2 separate regions of the Arabidopsis thaliana genome follow, and region 2 is linked to region 1. The links are chromatin contacts, called in public ChIA-PET maps. All regions are on one chromosome and are shown on one strand. The core of a region is the stretch at or near the end of the contact, and the rest is flanking DNA. Distances in the headings are between cores, read along the strand shown.

Region 1 (3,067 bases), core at 249-2,748:
AATGTTTCGAATAGAAAATTTGTCTTATTAACATTTCAATTTATGCCATTGCAGAAAATATATAATATATATAAAGAAAAAAAATCATGTTTTTTCGTCGCTGTTTTTATTCTTACAATATATGTCTATCGTATATATTATAAATACGATTTAAATACTGCTAATTTGGTTTTTAGGAAATAACAAAATTTAATATTGAAAATATTTAATATAAATTAACACCGTGTTTATGGCCTTAATGAGAAAGAAAGAGAAGGATATCCGCATATATCGTATTCACGTTTCTATGTTTTTTTTTGTTCAAATAAATATTTCCTCTAGATATTTTTTTCCTTAAAATCTACAATATTTTATTTTCAAAATATAAATACAGGGAGGAGAATGATGGCGAACATTCCGTATCCGTATGGTGGCATATATGTGAAACCACCACCCTTAAAAAGTAAAGATAGTAATCAGAAAGGTACTCATATAGTAGTATAGTATTCATATCTTCTTAATATATTCAGCTATCGATCTCGTTTTATATTTGCAAATTATCCACAGTTTTCTTGTCAAATAATTATTCACTTCTTCTCATCAAGATTTGATGTAGAAATATTTACAGGTTAGGACACTTTATTTAAGATTTTAATCATTTATAATACTTTCTAAAATTGGCACATACCTGATTATTCGTCTATTATAAATCGCTAACTTCGATGTATTTTAAATATTATTTATAGGGAAGAGAGGGGAGACTTATTATAAGCCAAATAGTGAAATAGGCACTGGACCATCACATAGTGGACATGGTGGTAGCAGCATTGAACATGTTTCCTCTCCTTAGTTTGAGCAATTATTATCTTTCAAATAATTCGAGGCCATTAGGCTTTGAAAAATAAAAACTATATAGCTATGAATGTAACTCTAAGTTTATGTGTTCTTAAGTCCTATATATGTACTTTTGTAATATAATATGGTATATTTTAAGTGTTTTAAGCAATAATTTTCATTTCAAAACATTAAATAATGCTCGAAAGCAATGAGATTCATAAAATATTATTCGTTAACACAAGAGAAAGCAACAAAGTCCAAACGTATATGGAGACCACCCGATGCAGAGTTATAATAAAAGCAATTCTTACATATATTTTAACGAAAAAAAAGAAAAGTCTTACCTATGTATTTATCATCATGTCAAAAATTAGCCAAAATGGAAAAAAAAAAAATATCAAAACAAAACAGCTTGACTCAGACAACACATGTGGTGTCAAGTATGGCTTGCAACAAGTAACAAACTAGAGACCTTGAAACTAGTCTCAGAAAAATGCAAGACATATTATGTAGAAATATTTTAACATGGAAACTATCTCTATATGTTGATATACTGAGAATAAAACACCAGTTCAAAAGCTTATAATTAGTAATGAAAAAAAGAAACAAGAGAAAGAACAAGGTCATTTTGGCTATTAGTCTTCATTCATTGTACTTTCTAATAAAATAAAATTCAATGAGAAAAAAGAGTGTCAATTATCTTTCCACAAGAGGTCAAATTAATCAATAAAAACTGAGTGGTGGAGAAAATTAATATTTTTGGGGTTTTCTTATCTTTTCAACACTTCTTGGAATGTTCACTTTTCATTGGGATTTATAAATAATAGTCTACAATCAAGAAAACAAAGAGAGAAAAAGAGATGGAAAGAAAAAAGTTTTCTTCAAAATTTATTCATTTGCTCATTGTGTTTTTGCTTCTTTGTACGTTTCTTTCTCGTACCGAATCTGCTCTTCCTTATCACCATGAACTGTTCTTGGGTTAGTATTGTTTTAACAATCATATAACATCCACATATACATCAGATTGTCTAAGTGTTAATTGATGCGAAATAGTCTATTCATGGAACTTTCAATAGATAGATCATTGACCGGGAAGTGCTTAACTACGATCAGTTGCAACTTCATTTCAAGCTTACCTTTCACTTGTAATAAATACGTATAGGGAGGAAGCGGATGAATTATTATAAGCCCAACAGTGCCATAGGAACACCATCATCAACTAGTGACCACGCTCCAGGCAGTAATGGTATGTCCCTCCTCTTTACTTATTTTCTTATCAACTTTTACCGAAAAAATTATAAAGTACAGATTCTTAAAATTAAAGTATAAAAGAGTGTTTATAATATATATATATATATATATATAAATAAAAATGTTATGTTTTTTTCTTACATAATTAATTCTCCTAAATTATAATGGTTTAATGGGTGTATGTATGTGTACTAAAGAAAATAGGCTGATAATGGTTTTCTACTATTAACACTATCTCCTTTTTTTCTTATAAAGCTTCAACGTTTCTTTCCGGCTATTTTCAAATTTTAGACTCCGATTTCATTGCATAATTCGTTTATAATATTTTGCTGCCTTTTCTCTTTAAAAATTCATAAATATGAATTGTAGGGAGGAAGTTGATGAGTATATATAGACCCAATGGAGACATATTTACAGGACCATCAGGCAGTGGGCATGGTGGGGGTCGCACTCCAGCCCCCTAGTATATATATATTAATGTGTAATCAAGGACTCACAAGCGAAGCTTTTAATTCTCGATCACGTATAACGTATGCGTTGGTGTAGTATATGTTTAATTTCTGTTTTCACAAGCCAAGTTTTTCATTTCTCGAATATGTAATGTATAATATGTGTGTTGGTCCAGTATTTCTAGTGTTCTTAAATAATATCCAAAATGTGTGTTTAAAATATAATATGTATTTTGTTGTTAAAGTTTACATATACGTTTTAGTCTGTAAAGCTCTAAAGCATGTACTAGACACCTTACCTTATACGTTTTAGACTTTTAGTATACCACGAATAATATATTTAAGTTATTAAAATCAAAATTAAGATTTGGAATTTCAGATAATATTTGGAAAATATCAAACTGGTTCCTAGATCAGATCATATCAAGTTCCTGATACTTTATTCATGGCTACGTTCTAAGAAATTATAAGTCAATGAGAAACAAGAGGGTCAATTGTTTTTCATAAGATTATCAAATTAATTTTAAAAGAGTTGAGTACTGGAGAAAATT
Region 2 (3,067 bases), core at 290-2,789, 42 kb after region 1:
TTTTTACATGTAAATGAATCAGATTCTAAATGCTTAAACCAAATCTATGATTAATCAAATAAAAACCCAAACTTTGAAATTTACCTGTAAGTCCTCGCCGGACCATCACCGTCGTAACAAAGCTGACTACTCATAGGCATCTGTTCAATAGTAAACTGAGAATATTCCTCCAAAGATACCATCACCGACGAAATCGAACTCTTCGCCGGAACATAAATAAACTCATCAACATCGAAGAAAAACATCCACTTCGCCATGAATCTATACCTATGCAAACAATCATTCACCACCATGAATTGATTATGATAATAACCATCAAATCTCTCTTGTTCTCTAATATCATGAACAGTAACTCTCCCAAGCTCTATCCATGGCTTTAAAACCTCAAACACTTCCTCTGTAATCCCTCCGGCGTCATGTAGAACAAAATGAGATCTTTCACCGAAGAACCTTACATGGTAAGCGATCCATTCTCTGATTCTCTGTGGTGATAAGTTGCCGTAGAGAGAAGATCCACAATAGAGATAATCGTACTTCTCTCGCCGGCGGAGATTGGATTCGTAGAGAGCAAAATCGACGGTGTTTGGAGTTTCGGTGAGTACCGGAATTGAATCGGTGATGTTCCGGTCTGTATCTCCGGTGGTTGCGTGGAGGAGAAGAGTACCTCCGGTGTTTTTAGGGTTTATCACGGTGTTTGACGGAAAAGTACAGTTTACGACGACGGTTGTGTAAACTCTACCGTAACCCCAATCGGTTAAGATTTTGGTACCGTCGGTTAAAATCCGGTTATCGGATTGGTTTAGTGGAATCCATTCGCAACGGTAAGTGGGATGAGAGTAAACGTGAAGTGGTTTAGATGATAAACCGATAACGGCGAATGTGTTAACGCCGCCTCTGTAAGCGTTCATTAACACGAAGTTATAAGCTGCCCAGCCGTAACCAGTAAACGTCCGTTTAATAACGCCGTTATTTAACACCTTCTCTTCAGTTAACGGCTGTTTCGTAACGCCGTTATCCAACACCGGCTTCTCAGTTAACTTGACAGCGTTATCTAAGACTGGCTTTTCGACGACGGTGGTGAAGTTGACGGAGGTGGAGTTTACGGCGATGCGTGAGATGCAGAAACGGAGTTCGGAAGCGGAGATGGAGAAAGAAGAAGGTAGAAAAGGGAGGAGAGTAGCTAAAGTGCAGAGAACGAGTAACGCCATTAGAGCTAGCTTAAGCTCGGCGGAGAAGTTCCATAAGAAACAGATGAGGAGGTTTTTGTCTTTAGTGTTTTGGTCTCTCTCTTTAGCCATCTTTTGAGTTCTTCTTCACTGATTGAAGAAGACGAATCGAAGAATCGTATGAACTATGAAGCAGAGGGAAAGTGAAGCGACAGAGGGAAGAGAGAGAGAAGAAAAAATTTGGAGAATTTAACAGTAATGAAGATTGAAGAGTCTCATTTTATAATTTTTAATTTTATGAATACGTAAATTAAAAAACACTTTTTTGTGTTTACTAGTATAATCATAAAAAATTAGGTAAATATGTAGTTGTGTTGTAATATCATAAAATTAAAAATAAATTGCACAGTTTGTTCAAATTTTCCTTCAAATATTATATACATTTTACATATTATTAATTAGTAATATATTTTTGTAACAAAAATTATTCATGTGAATTTATTGTTCAGAAATGAAAATTATAAATAGAGACTCTTTGTTGCTGTTAGAATTCTCCATTTATATATATATGCCATTATTAGAAACTAATTTATTTTATTCATTTTTCTTGTCATTTTTCGATTAATATTGAAAAGCTTCAAAGATAATTCTATTGAAGAAACTATATTTAATTTGTTCGAAGAAAACTATACATGTGCTAAACAGCATGTTATGTATTTATAAAGAGAATAAAAGTAATTTATTAAGCAGCCAAAATGAGTTGGATTGAGAGAGAATAAAAAGGTTTTAGCTTTTTTTATAACTAATTTTGTCGTCTTTTCTTTTATGTTACGCTATTTACAAAATCGGTCCTCTAACTTCTCCAATTTCAACTAACAGCCTTATAATTTAGTCATCGAACTTTTATGCAATTTAGTAAGAATTTAATTTATAACTCACTGGTTTTTCTCGTGTAACATTGAATCATGTTTTTTTGTTGTTGTTGCAGATTACTGTTTTAAAGTCACGAGAAAAAATACACAGAAAATAGTGAATTTTAATAATATAATAACTAGAGAAAAAGAAAAGAGTCTGACGATTAGAAGACTTTTAAAACGACTCATGCTTTTTTGTTTCCTTTACCGACGCATGGGATTTCGCTCTCTGCCAAAATATTATAACACGTCATCACCTACTAACATGTGTACGACACGTGTCAGCTTTGTGACCTGCCATGTAAATTTATCATTCTCTTTCAACGATGCTTTCTATTTTTTTACTTTTAGCTTAGAAGCATAGCAAACGGTCGAAAAAAGCAGGCTACTGTTTTCAGAATCTAGAAGACTCATCATTATCCTTTACGTATAAAATAAATAAAATTTAGATGAACATTTATTTACTTTCGTCCCGTCATTTTTTATTTTTTTTACAGATCCGGTAGAAAAGTTATTAACTATTTCAATCTCAAACTAGAATACTTGTTGGGCTTGTATTTTGTAAAACTTTTGGTTTAGGCTTGTAATTATGTTTCATTTGAGCTTGTTTTAACAACTAAAAAAGATAGTCACTTAATAAACCGGTATTATTATCATATGAATATTTGTCAAAATCGCTTACTTTAGTTATGGTCACGAACAAGATTAGCTTCCGAAACATCTTACAATTTGTTTGTTTTTCACTTAAATTTTAAGGTGTTTAGATATAAACATATGATAAATTATCTAATTTTTTTTATATCTTCAAGTTACGACCATTTTCATTTTTTGTAATAACTTATGAATAACATAACAATTTTGGAGAAAAAAAAAACTAAATTAAATCATTTAAGGACAAATTAGGGAGGAAGACTATGCATAAGTTTAGTGGAGCATATTAAGGGTGTGATTGGAAAGACCTCTTAGCGCAAAAGTAAGAGAGAGTAA

Evidence for each region. ChIA-PET counts read pairs in DNA pulled down with a chosen protein or histone mark.
Region 2: a contact with region 1 is called in an H3K4me3 ChIA-PET map of shoot, with 13 read pairs. The contact joins the promoter of GALS2 here to the promoter of AT5G44580 in region 1.

Annotation. Positions count from the first base shown.
Region 1 is chr5:17,977,651-17,980,717 of TAIR10.1, forward strand. AT5G44580 reads left to right here and starts at 1,499. Exons shown (of 3, transcript NM_123825.5): 1 at 1,499-1,794; 2 at 1,979-2,062; 3 at 2,437-2,900. The coding sequence starts at 1,677. The coding sequence ends at 2,531. AT5G44578 reads left to right here. Exons shown (of 3, transcript NM_001344566.1): 2 at 374-607; 3 at 726-993. The coding sequence ends at 483.
Region 2 is chr5:18,019,969-18,023,035 of TAIR10.1, forward strand. GALS2 (glycosyltransferase family protein (DUF23)) reads right to left here and starts at 1,540. Exons shown (of 2, transcript NM_123834.2): 1 at 85-1,540. The coding sequence starts at 1,298.